Regions from separate parts of the Anas platyrhynchos genome. Here region 1 is linked to region 2. The links are chromatin contacts, called in public Hi-C maps. All regions are on one chromosome and are shown on one strand. Each heading gives the region's core, a stretch centred on a gene start, on an enhancer-like site or on the middle of the called end of the contact. The rest is flanking DNA. Distances are from core to core; before and after follow the strand shown.

What was found. A called contact is a pair of places that touch in the nucleus more often than the background predicts.
Region 1: a contact with region 2 is called in a Hi-C map of subcutaneous adipose tissue, with 4 times the contacts expected there. The contact joins the enhancer-like site here to the promoter of CCNY in region 2. A contact is called at or near these places in 4 of 8 Hi-C or Micro-C datasets (liver, skeletal muscle and subcutaneous adipose tissue).

What each region holds. Positions count from the first base shown.
Region 1 is chr2:145,834,424-145,840,714 of IASCAAS_PekinDuck_T2T, reverse strand. No RefSeq gene overlaps it. Among named protein-coding and RNA genes, the nearest start is that of FZD8, 8.6 kb to the left of the region's middle. Within about 2 kb of position 2,789, at least 2 of the 8 cell types and tissues checked have an H3K27ac peak or open chromatin away from gene starts, as enhancers often do. A contact at or near this core is called in subcutaneous adipose tissue, where this site is marked.
Region 2 is chr2:145,677,580-145,684,412 of IASCAAS_PekinDuck_T2T, reverse strand. It overlaps CCNY (cyclin Y), which reads right to left and starts at 3,406. Exons shown (of 10, transcript XM_027450481.3): 1 at 2,804-3,406. The coding sequence starts at 2,957.

The sequences.
Region 1 (6,291 bases), core at 1,540-4,039, 160 kb before region 2:
TGGCCATAGCCAAGAAAGCAGTCCCAAAATTAGTCAAGTTAGCAAGATGCCTGCTTTGGCATTTGGAATTGACTGAGCAATAATGCAAAAGTTAAACAAAGATTATTAGATAATATTCAAATCACTAAACTACCAACATGTGGAAAGGGTGCTAGAGAAGCTAATTTACTAGTACAGATTTTTATGAATCAACATAAAAATCTATGTCTGGGGAGAAACACAAACAAAAACACCTAACAGCAAGGCATTTAGGTATACAAGAAAACAAAAATCCACAGCTACACTGAACTTCCCATTATTATGATAACTTCTTATCAGATGTCAATTTCCCTATGAAGATCTCCAAAAACATGATGAGATGGTAGGAGTTGAATGTTAATTTTCAAGGTCTGATGATAGACTGCCTTCTCCCTAAAGCTGCCAGAGAACCACTAAAAATAGCCCCAACAGACCAGTGACCCAAGCGCTTGCCTGCAGAGCAGGACTGCCCTAGGCATCCCAGGCACAGGCTCACCCCTGGGCAGAGGTAGCACCCACGCCAGCTCCTGAGAGCCAAGGGGAAGCCTGATTGTCACCGATGTGGCTCCACAGCACAACTTGCACAGCAACATTTGGAAAGCTGTGTAGAAGGCAACTAAGAGCCTCCTGCAGCTCACAGAAAGGTTTAACTGCTTTATTCAGGAGAGTGACTAAGCTAGCAGAGAAACATGTTTGGGGATTTTTTTTCTTCTCTATTAAGGAGCATACCTTTTGAGTGCTCCTTTTCTTTCCAGGACCCTTTCCTGCTTTACGTGTTCCTGCTTCAAAAGGAAATCCCATGGATTAGCCTCCTCCTGCTGTAATGACTGAATAATCCTGCAGCCTCCAAAGGAGCTAGGCCAGCTGCCTGTGGGCATTTTAAAAAGAGGCAGAGCAGCCCAGGTGTGCTGCAGAGCATTTGGGAGGGACACCTCCCCTGGGCCCTAGTGCTGATTCCCCCAGAGCTGCATGTAAGTGTCCTGCAACCTGCTCCAAAGCTTTCTCTGTGCTGAGGAAGCTTTCCTGAAGCTTCAATAAGCAGTTAGCATGGAAGAGAAGGGACTTTAGACAGGGAGGAATTGGGAAATTCTTATACATTGGAATAATGTGAAAGTGGCCAGGCATTCTCGGAAACTTTTTATAGTTCCTGTAATAAAAGGCCTATGAAGGCTAAGACTGGTACACAAAGAATCTTTTTTTCCTTCTTTCTTACACAATATTTAAAAATCAAAGTATCATAGAGAGTTCTTCAAAGGTGTTTGACTAGTCCTATAAAGTCTCACATGTGTAGGTATGAAATCTGAAGGTGGGGTGGCCACTATGGGTATACACTGGGGATAGTGCTATATGCTTATAATATACATATAAGCATAATAAACTTATTTCAAAGCACTGCATTCAGTACAAAAATTAATCTACTGTGTTAACTCTCTTAACCAACAAAGGCATAAAATTTTATATGGGACACATAGGCCACCAAATGTGGGGAAAAAAGTGAAATGGCAATAATGGACACTCAAAAAAGACAAAATAAAGATGCTCTTGGAGTGAAAGCTGACCTACAGTCTAGGTCACGATGGAGGAAAGCTCAGTGTCACCCAGTCAAACCAGCTTTTAGAATCACAGCCAGTTTCCAAAGTGTCTGTTACAACCTGTCTGTAGCATGCCCAGCTCCTGTCCCCCATTTCCAGAGCCATGTGGCCCGTGTTTCTCTAGGTACACGCTTCTTCCACCCACCATGGTCTGCCCAGCTTCTGGCCCAGCAGGCTAGCAAGTAAGGAACAATCTCTCAATTTCCCATCCTGGCCATGTTCCTCCTCTTTTTGCCCTGCATACCAAAATTGGACGGTATTGAAAAAGACAGCAGACCTCTTCCCAGAATTAAAGAGGCTGGATCGCAAAGGTCACCCTGAAAACAACAGGGTGATCCTTAGAAGAATAAGGAAAGTGCTGTGCAGGTGGTGGTCCAAGGAAGAAATATTAAACTAGGCAGAATCCCTGCATGTGGTCATGACTTTGTAGGCTACCTATAAGAGAACTCAATTAGAAATGCTCAGACAGCCCTATTTATTTAGCCTTTTATAAATGCCCATCATTACTGTAATCAGGTATATGAATTTCACTAGTTCAGCAGAAAGGATCATAAATTGTAAATGCTGTGGTGGAATGGAAATAAGTAGTGTCTGGTATTAAAATGTGGAGCCATAATCTATGGTGACTAAGGATAGTCAAATCACTTCAGAAACTAGCACCTAAGGTCACATGCTGAACGAAGCATTTTGAAGGCTGAGATAATACTTTTTCACTCCTACAACTCTCTTATCCATGATCTCTGGTGAATTAATAGCCAAATTTCTTCTTGGGAGAAAATCGCAGGCTAACGAAGCGTATGTGCCAAGCCTAGAAGAACCTGGATTTCCTGACTCCGTGTGCCCAGTCACGCTGCGTTGCACAGGCACATCCTCACACGCGTGCCCTCACCACAGAGAGGCCACGGCCCCGCGTACACGGTGTGTGCAGGGTCCCAGGCGGCACAAACGGACTGGTGGGATCTCAGAGGAAAGAAGCAGTAGGGCATGCAGCCCTCGAGTTAGGCTCCACCACTCTAAGTGAGGTGTAGGCTGATGTTAAATCGCCTTTAAGTGTGCAGACAAATGACTCGTCCTCCCCAGTCTTGCAGGCAGCCGTGGAGCAGAGCTGGGCACTGCCTCGCCCAGCGCTCCTGGCACACTGATTGACCGACTGACTGACAGACCGACCGACTGACTGACTGACTGACCGCCGGGGCCGGGCCCGCTGCGGCCTCCGCGGGTCGGCCGGGTGCCGGGGCACCTCCATGGTGCTGCTCGCCGGCCGGCAGCGCCCTCGGCTGGGCGACGAGGGGAACGTCGGCTTCCTGCCTGCCGGCCTGCTGTGCTGCCCTGTGGGCCGGGAAGGTCTCAGATCTGGTCCTGTCGGTGCTATGAAGCTTCCCCACGCAGCTGGGGAAGCTCCGGTGGAAACCCAGGTCTCCAGCGAGAGGAGCCCACAGCCCATCCATCCCCATGTGCCTCACACAGCACCAGTCCCTGAGCCCTGCCCGCTGGTTCCTGGTGTGCCATTCCCCATCCCCATCACCTTGTCACCTTCACCCACTCCACCACATTGTCCCTTCCTCTGTTCCCTGGTCCCATAGGCGCCTTGCACTGTTTGCAGCCTTCTCCCAACTTCTCCTCTCACAAAGCCCAAAACTGCAACAATTCCAATGCTTCTCCCCTGCCCCATGTGTGTTACGAGGGCAGCACACCCCAGGAGCTGCTTGCTGCAGGGCCCCCAGGCTGGCTCGGGTCTGCCAAGCCCCCTGCATGCTCACCCGGCTCCAATACGTGTTGCTGTGACCCCAGCAGCGACTGCCACGGCAGCCAGCAAGGAGCCAGAGCTATGGTGTCCTATGGTAAAGCATTGCTTCCAAGAAAAAGTGAAATTTAGCCAGAAAGATGTGGGCTACTCACTAGTCAAACCCAATATACTATAAAGGAGAAACTTGGAATATTTCATTTGGACGCTCTCTGTTTTTCTTTTACTGTGTTGCAGAAAAATGGTTCTTTTCCAAACATTTTTGCATTATACGTGACATACTAGATGTTTTCATACATGCTTTAAATATATTAGCTAGATGTTCTTTCCACTAAAGATTTGTCATTGCTAGAATACACCTAGCGTTTTTCACAAAGCATTAGTCTCAATTATTTTTTCTGCTTGAAGTTGTCCACAAGATAAACCTTTAAAATGACTACTGTCTGCTTTTCATACCTTCTGCAATTAGAAATGACCATTTTCAGGCTGGGAACTGGTATGATTCAAAAGGTACCTCAAACAGGACACCCTCATCATTTCTCAGTGGTTGACACCTAAATGGTCTCATTCAATGTAAATTAGAAAATGTAGCAATCTGGCTTATGAAGCAAAATGCTTTCTTTGGCTTTCTGACCAAGTGTAGGGTAGCGATAAAATTAAATCTGGCTTTTTGGAAGGGGAGCGTTTGCCATCCAGCTATGGGCCCTGCAGCTCTGGTACGTCCCGTGCTCCTGTACATTGCTGCCATCTGGAGCTACAGCCTCACCGCGCCGCAGAGCAGGCAGGGCAGCTGCTGCACCGTGAGCAGCTCTGCTTTCTTTCCCCAGACCTGCTGGCCACAACACACATTTGCAGTTGTGATTTTTTAAGTTGAAATTATATATATATATATATATATATATATATATTGCTAAACTCCAGTTAAGCGGTATTTTGGCTGTAGCATTTAGGAAAACCACAGTTTTCCAGGATATAGAGCAGGGCATTAGGAACAGTCTGATCAGGAAACCACAGAGACCCACAAGGAGCTTCATTGCTGCCATCCTCTAGCTCATTAGTGTACAAGAATTGTGTGTGTTGTTTTTAGCAGCTAAAGAGTTATTTATGGCTTCTATGTTCTCAAGCCAAAGTGAGTGAGGGGTGCAACCAGGGCAAACGCATCAGAGCAATGCAAATCACTGACAAGGCATCATGAATGCAAGCTGAGCAGAATTTAAATACAATCCATGAATGAGAGGAAAGATTTGCATGAAGGAAAGAATCATTAGAATCTGATTTAACAAGCAGTATATAAAATGGGCCTTTGCAGCTTAAAATGAAGCAAAGCACATTCACGTTATACATTCTTAATGAAAAAAAAAAAAAAAAAAAAAAGGAAAATCACAAAAAAACTAATTTATTAGTAGAGCTTGGAATGGAAATGGTTTTCACAGAATACCTTTAGATCCCGATTCAGAAACTTGTGCTTGATTGCTTTCTTGAATAGAAGTGGATCATAAGCATGTAGGGTGGTAAGGACTATTTAAGTGCATGCCAAAGTCCCATTGATTTCAGCAAGATTTTATAAGATGCTTAAAATGAATGTACGCCTAAATGTTTTCCTGAACTTTTTTGAGCTAGGGTTTAACTCATAAATTTACACAGTGCTTTCAAATGCAATTCCTTTTGGGAAAACAGGATAAATGAGAACTACATATTTATTTATTTATGCATTCCTGTCATAAAAATAATTTAATGAAGAATAATTCCTGGTAGAATTTCCTGTAAGTTTCAAAAGCCAATAGTGAAAAATCTGTGGAAAATGGAAGTGATTAACATTTACTGAGCAACTTTTGTAGATCTTGTATGGGTTTTATCCCAACTAAATTATGGAAGATTTTAGATATAAGGTATTATATAGGTAATGGCAGTCTATTGGAAAAGGATATGTTATTTTGCATTGTGATATATTCTGTCTTTGAGAAAGGTAAGAGAAATTGCTTTTAAGACACTCCTGCTGTTTATCATTTCCAGTCAGTGGTCACAAACACTAGTCAGAACAAACTTTAATTTAATGCCTCCTATAATGCATTGTGTCTACCTCTAAATGTCTTGTCTTTTGATGCAGTTACTGAGGTGGCAGGTCCTGATGTGCTGTTTTCCTGGTAATATCTTTCTGTCAACACTGGACAATATTTTAGTTTTTATTTAAGCATTAGTTGAGCTGTGTAATTAGTATACTCCTAGCATACTCCTGTAGAGCTACAGCACTTCTTTTTATGCAACTATGGTTTCTCTCAAGTAAGTTATTAGCAATAATACACACAAAAATTACAAGAACTCAGTCTGCCAATCTGTGTCAATGTTGACTGTACTTGTCAAAGTTAGACTTTGTGTCAATTTTGTTCTGGCATTTTGTAAGATTTCAGAGTGTTGCAGAGGAGATTTTCAATATGTCCTTTTGAAATCTATGAAACATATGACCACTATGTTTTTGTTTTTCTGTTCTTTTCCTAAAAAAATCTGCTATGAAAATGTTTGACAAATGATATTTCAGCTCAAAGCAATGCTGTTCTCCTGAGTTTGCTTTCTCTGTCTCTTTGGCTGAGCAAAAACAATATCCCATTTGAAGAAAGGTAGCATTCTCTTCAGTAACATTTCTCCAGCTGTGATCATCGCTCAAACGTTTCTTGATATTTTTATCTTTTCATTTTTTATTTTTTTTCCCTTCTAGCACCATGCTTGGTGAAGGCTGGAGGTTCAGCTCTAGACTAGTATACCTAAATGCAGATAGATATCTAAATGTTTTTGTTGTTGTTGTTTTTAAATGTAAGCTATTACCTAAGCTCCTGTTGCAGTTAATAGTGTCAGTAACATAGCTGGTGGTTCCTGGAAAGTGAGTTAGCTCCCTCTAAAGTAAACTTGTGGGTCTTAACCCAGTTGCCCAAACAGAAGCAC
Region 2 (6,833 bases), core at 2,157-4,656:
AGAGAAAAGTCAAAATCTGCTGGGTGGTCTTTGCTATCATGAGCCTGTACAAAAAAAAAGGCATCCTGAGGACTACACATTATCGAGTCAACTGGGCATGTGTGGAGTCTTAAAGAAGTCAGTTACCTTTTAGAAATTTTAGGAAAAACCATAAAAGACCGTAAAAGAGAGATAAATCCACCATTAACATTCTCTGGCATAAGTCATTTGATAAATTGCTCCCATTCTATCTTCTTTCAAAATTCCCTTCTCTTTCAGGTATCACTTCATAAACAGTTGTGAAGCATTACAGAAATGGAGATTTTCTGACAAGGTACCACTGACACAGAGATAATATCTTGCTATAAAACCATTCCTAAGGAAGCAGAACTCCACCAGCCATTCTTTGAAAAGCTGCTACTGGATTGGGTTGAATCAGATGAGACGATTTAAAGGCATGACCTTGAAAGCAGATTTGACAAATGTTTCTTTATAAGGTATTTAACACTGGCAAACTTCAAGCAGTTCCACTTCCACCACTAACGGTTCCACTTAAACCATTGTTAGAGCTGGGTCACTCCTCCCTCTTTTTCCCCTTTCCCTCTGATACTCCCAGAACCAGGGTCTGCAACAAGGAAAACCACCCATCTCTTAAGAACTCAGAAACGGCCCACAAGTGATTTAAAGGCTTTAAAAGTTCCTGTTCTATTCAAGCAGCTTTACCCACTCCAAAATAAAAAAAGTGTCACGACTTTTGCTGAACATGAGCATGAAAGCAACTTCCACGTGAACCATGTTAACTCAGCTGCTGCATGCCATGACTGCTCAGCTCCTGGAAGCAGCACTCGCAGAGCAGAGGCTCGCCAGAGACGTGAATTTGCACTTCTTGTGCCTGGCAGCCTCTGTCACTGGCACCGGGCTGGATGGATGGGCTCTCATTTGAAGAGCAGCAGGAAAAATAAATATGAAGTAAAGTGTCAGAAACGTTCTCGTTCAGTGCATCAGTTGCTATCATCACTTGCTTAAAAAAAAAAAAAAAAAGAACATTTGGCAAACACTTGCAATTCGAGAAACTCCTGGAAATAGTTCATGATCTGTGGTAATATCAAGGAATCAGCATCCAGCATTTTCTCTGCATGACAGAGATAAGCAGGCTATTGTTCTTCCATTGTTCAAATATCTTCATGCAATTGTAAAATTATTAAAAAAAATCATTATAGCTCCCTGTTAAGAAGTTTTCTTTCACCCCCATGACTCATCTGTGAACATGTGTGTGCTGTACAACTTCAAGCAACCTGACCATGAAAACCTAACAGGTAGTCTAACAAGAAATAAAATTTCAGAAACACGGTATCCTCTTACTACCCTTAGCAATCAGCCTGCCATCTCTGACTAAAAGACCTGCAGTGAGGATAACTCCAGGGTAGCAGCTCTGCAACAAAGCACACTCCAAAGAGCTGTTTTACCCAGCTCTCTCCAGTTGTTTCATGTCTACAGGCATTTACTGACCACCAGTCTCCTCAGTGACAAGTTATTTCCTGGCCCCTACCCATAAAGAGCAGCAAGATCAGAGCAAGGCACAAAAATGAAACTTGCAATTGTTTGCTCTTTTCAAGAATCAGACAGCTTGCCCATTTGAAAACATGGCACTTCACCAACAGCAGTCTTGGACAAAAAGCAAAAGCACACACAAAAAACAAACAGACAACAACAACAAACATTCAAAAATTATTAATACAAAACGTAACTTGTTAGAACACTAAAAATCCCGCCCCAGGATTGAAACATACCACAGTTTAAAGAGAGACAGAGCAGACACGTGCCTTGGTCCAAGACACGGAACAACCACCCAACACAGATTGTTTCTTGATATAATCACTAAGCTACAGGAAGTTATCTGCATTGTATGCACATCTTAGCAAGCACACGTGCCCTTACTATTTTCACCTATGCCCTTCTCCCATCCAGGGGAGGAAAAAAAAAAAAAAGGCATCAAGAACGAGGCACAAAACCCACACTGATCTGACCAAAAACTTTACTGCAGGATCTGTCGGTATGGATAGAGATGCACGCTGCTACGCTGGACAACGCTGCTGCTGGCAGAATTCATCATTCAGAGCCCAACAATTGCTTCTTTCATTTCCCTGACTTTCTCAGAGCAGACCATTATGTATTTTTTTCCACCTACTGCTCCTCTTACACTCCGATTTTTCAGCTGCGTGCAGCAAAGACATCTGAAAAACATTCCGATTTCCAGGACCGAATTCCAGAATTCGGAGAAATAACCTTACCCCGAGCGGGCACCCATCCGCTACCAGGGGCTTCACAACCTCCCCAGTGCCAGGAACTGGCTTAGCACAGAACCGTGCTAAAACCCCCATCACATCAGCTACGAAAATAAAAACCCCGGCGGGCAAAGTCGCTCCTCCTGGTGTGGGCACTGCCCCGGGACGCCGCTGACCTTCCCCAGGTGAGGCTGTGGGGTCAGTGCTGCCGGTAACCGGGGCCCCTACAGCCTGAGGGGGTGCAGCTCCTCCTGCTCTGAGGGGCCGGGGAGCAGCCCCTGCGGCTTCTGCCCGCCGCCGGCGATATGCGCGACAGGCGACAGTCGCGACAGGCCCGGCTCCGCGTAACCCAGCCCAGGCGTCCCCCAGCACCCCGCTGAGGTGCCGCAGGGCTCGGGCACCGCACCCCGGCGCCACACGGCCGGGGCTGGGACGCGGGGACACCGCGGCCGGGCAGGGCGAGGGGACGGGGAGCGAGGGGGGGGAGCGGAGCGGAGCGGAGCCCCCCCGGGGTTCGCCGCCCGCCCGCCCGCCCTCACCGTCGATGTTCTCCCGGTCGCTGATGTGCTGCAGGTTGCAGCCCGTGTCCTCCCGGCTCAGGTCGGCCTCGGGGCGGTAGGACTCCAGCCGGGAGTGGGCATTCCTGCGCAGCTTGGGGCTGGAGGAGACGCAGCAGGAGGTGGTGTTCCCCATCTTCGCGGCTCCAGCCCACCCCGGCCGGGGAGGAGGCGAGGGGCGGCCGGTCAGCAGCAGCAGCAGCAGCAGCGGCGGCGGCGGGCGGCCATGGGCGAGGAGGAGGAGGAGGAGGAGGACAAGGAGGAGGATGGGGAGAGGCGGCGGCTGCGGCGCCCTGCGGCTGCACTCGCCGGCGGCTCCCGCCGCTGGGTCATCCGAGGCGGCAGCCCCGCGGCGAGGGCTGCGGCAGCGGAGGGCGAGCTAAGCGCTGCTGCGCGGCCGGGCGGCGCAGGGCCGGCCGAGGCACAGCCCCATCGCCGGGCGGCGGGGCCGCCGCGCTCCTCCTCCGCCCCCGCGGGCCCCCCTCACCCCCTCGGCACCGCGGCAGCCGCAGCGGCAGCAGCAGCAGCAGCAGCAGCCGCCCCGGGCGGCCTCCGCCAAGCGGTTCCGGTTCAAGCGGGCGGTGCCGCCTCCCGCTCGGGCCGCCGGCCGTGCCCGGCTCTCCGGGGGCTGAGGGGCGGCCCCCGAGCCTGCCGCCTGCCCGCTGCCGGGCGGCTCCGAGCCCCCTGTGGGGTTCCGTGAGGTGAACACGAAGCACGGGGATGGGCGAAAGGAGCGGCGGGGCCGAGGTGGAGGATCCCGGGCGGCGCTTCACGCCCTGAGGGCCGCAGCTCCCCACACACAGCCCCGCTGCTGCCCCTCGGGTGCTGCCCCTCACGGCAGCGGCCCCGTGCCCCCCAGCAGCCGGGTGTGTCCTCGGCTTCGTCAGGAATTCAGGGCATCACGGAATCATAAAGGTTGAAGAGGTTGGGAAAGGCCTCCAAGATCATCTGCTCCAACCACTAAACCACGTCCCCAAGCACCACGTCCAGCCTCTCCTTGAACACCCCCAGGGACGGTGACACCTCCACCTCCCTGGGCAACCCGTCCCAACGCCTGACTGCTCTTTCTGAGAAGAAATGTCCCCAAATTTCCAACCTAAAGCTCCCCTGGTGCAATTTGAGGCCATTCCCTCGAGTCCTATCACTAATTATCTGTGAGAAGCTGATGCCCAGCTCCCCACTCCACTGTTGGTCATAGATGAGTGGACAGAGAGCGTGCAACCGACTGGTGATGTGCCCCTACCACGTATTCAGAGCCTTCCCAGTCAAAATCCCTTTCTCCGGTATCAGTGTAATCCTAAAGATGGAGACTGTGGATGTTTCTCATTAGTTTTGTTTTCTAATCTTTATAAATCTGAGCAAATCTTGTGACTACTGGAGGTCTGAGTCATGGTGGAGTCAAACGGTTTCACTGATAATTCGATTACAGAGAGACACAATTGTGTCTTTGTAAATAATGCCCCAAGTTGGATAATTACATGAAAGATTTCAAGTTTTCATACTGCATTTTTTTTCAGATCACACATTGCAAAGAAAAAATATTTTTTATTCAGTGTTTCAATGTTTATTTGATACAAATGAACTCTGCTGGGGTACAAAACAATAAAGAAAAATAACATTTTAAAAAACATGTTGTGGATGGGGTTCTGTAAATAACTCTGCGATACCCCGCAGCAGCGAGGTACAGCCATTTGTTACATTGTCCTTTTGTGTTTGAGCAATGCAAGATGAAAAATACATTTAGTATCTTTTGTGTGTTAGTCTCTTCTGTAGCCTGCATCCAAACAAAAGGAAATTAAGCATTTGCTGGTGCTGGGCCTTAGAAATATTGTCCCATAGTAGGATGTAATGTCAACTAGCCCTTTCAACCACCACCACGTAGGTCTCTGCAACCATCAGGCATACCCAGCTCCTCAGCTGGAGGGCTGGAGCTGCTCCCGAGCCCGCTGCCAGCCCGCTCTTCTGCTCAGACCAGGACATGGCATAAACCGCGCTCACCTCGCCAGAGCCGATTAATTCACAGATGGTCATAAGCAGTCATCAGAAAAAAAAAATCAAAAACAACTTTGCAAGAATCAAATCTATCCTAGGATACGTAAAATAGAAAAATAAATTGTTAGCGAAATGTCTAGCTCACACCTCACAGGACTTCTAACATCTCTAAATCTATTATAACAAATCCTTAATCAAATCTTTATGTTGTACATATTCCTCAGTTTTCATAATCTTTGAAACAAACCAGGCAACAACATAATGATGGAGATGGGTTAACTGCAAAGTCTTCTTATCTAACTAGATAAACTAAAGACAATATTTTCTTCATTAGAAACAAATGGTTTAAACTTCAGTCCATATAATTTAAAGGTAAACATTAAAAATGTTTTAAAATATAAAATATTTAATACTTGTGATCACCAGTGGTGACCACGTAATCACTATGTAGCAACCTATTTTCCTGCTTGCAATCTCTTGTTCTGAATTTTTCATATGCCTTTATTCCTCCTCTCGCCCTAAGAGCTTGCTGAAGTACGTTCTAATGGCAAAGGTGCCACAATGCCTACTTAAGGATAAGGTCAAGGAAAAGGAACACTCCTCTAGGGTAATGGTCTCACGCTGGTATCTAAGTGCCGAGACAAGTAAATAAATGAAATACGTCAGGAAAGCATGTTTGGTTTTCAGTTGTGACAACTTTATTTCAGCTGTATCAGGTGTGTAAAGTAAATTATTATTTGATAAATGTTGGCACCGTAAAGCAAGAACAGTTCACTGTACCTCATGACTTGCTTAGATGTCGTGTTTCAAAAGACGATCTTCTGTGTCTTTCCTTGCTTGGAGACCATTCTGTCCTTTAAGTTTAAGGTTATGTATTTTCATGAGTTTGTCCTCCCAAGGGACTTAATGCATCAGCTGAGGAACACCATCAAGCACCTAAAACTAAGGCCAAGGCTGGTCAGTGCTGAACTACCTCTGTTTACAAAGGGCTTCTTCCTGCATAAAGATATTTTTTAATCTGTAGCATCTCCACTATACGGCAGACAATGTACTTTTATAGGTTTAATGTTAATAATGTGACCCATTAAATTTTGTTCTTGAAGTCTTCCTGGTACGTCATCAAAAAATGTAGAAGATGTAGGTCACTGTTTTGCTTAGAAAAGGTTTTTACCTATTTGAGGTACAAAGAAGTGATAAATATTTTTTAACCCCAAAGTACTTTCTGCTTGCAAACATAATGATATAGGAAACACAGGTTAAAAAAATAAAATGAAGTCCTTTAAAATAAAGGTTTGGTGACAACTAGATGTTCTGACTCTAGGTTGTCTTCCAGATTCACTCTGAGAAATTTGTGTCATACAATACCTTCCCCACACTGCCACCTAATGTTTAATAGGAGTCCTACTAACAATTTAGGCATTAAAGTCAGGCATTATTATCAGGATGCTATATTGCCAAATTTATCTCAGGGTTGATTGTTGTATGGGATTTTTTTTAGAAGAAAGCTTTAAATGAACATTCCTATGTACAAATGTGAAAAGTGATTTGGCTGGTCGACTGAATCATACCCTAACCTCTGTTTACAATCATGCCTAAATTTATTTTGACTAGAATATTGACTAGCACAGCAGTGATGAACAGCTGAGGGATGTTAATTATCAACCCTCTGATTTTTTTTATTATTATTTGTTACTTATGTTGCAATCCCCAATTCAGTGGCAGCAAAAGACTTTCTTCCTCAAGGCAAGTTCTTCCCACTTGATTCTGACCCAACCAGGAAGGCGAAGTCTTCGCATTCCTCTAGAGGATGCGTTCACCCATCACGGCTCAGACTTCACTTAGATGTGTGGGTTCAGGTGGACTACTCCTGGGGCACATTCCCTCTTTGTTTAGGGTGTTGAGTCTTCTAGGATTAAAGCAGTCTTCTCTTTCTTGAAGGAAATTTTCCAGTGCTTGCCAAAAAATGTCCTTTCAGTCATGTCACAAGCTATCTGGAGCCCCTCCTATGCCTACCCCAACC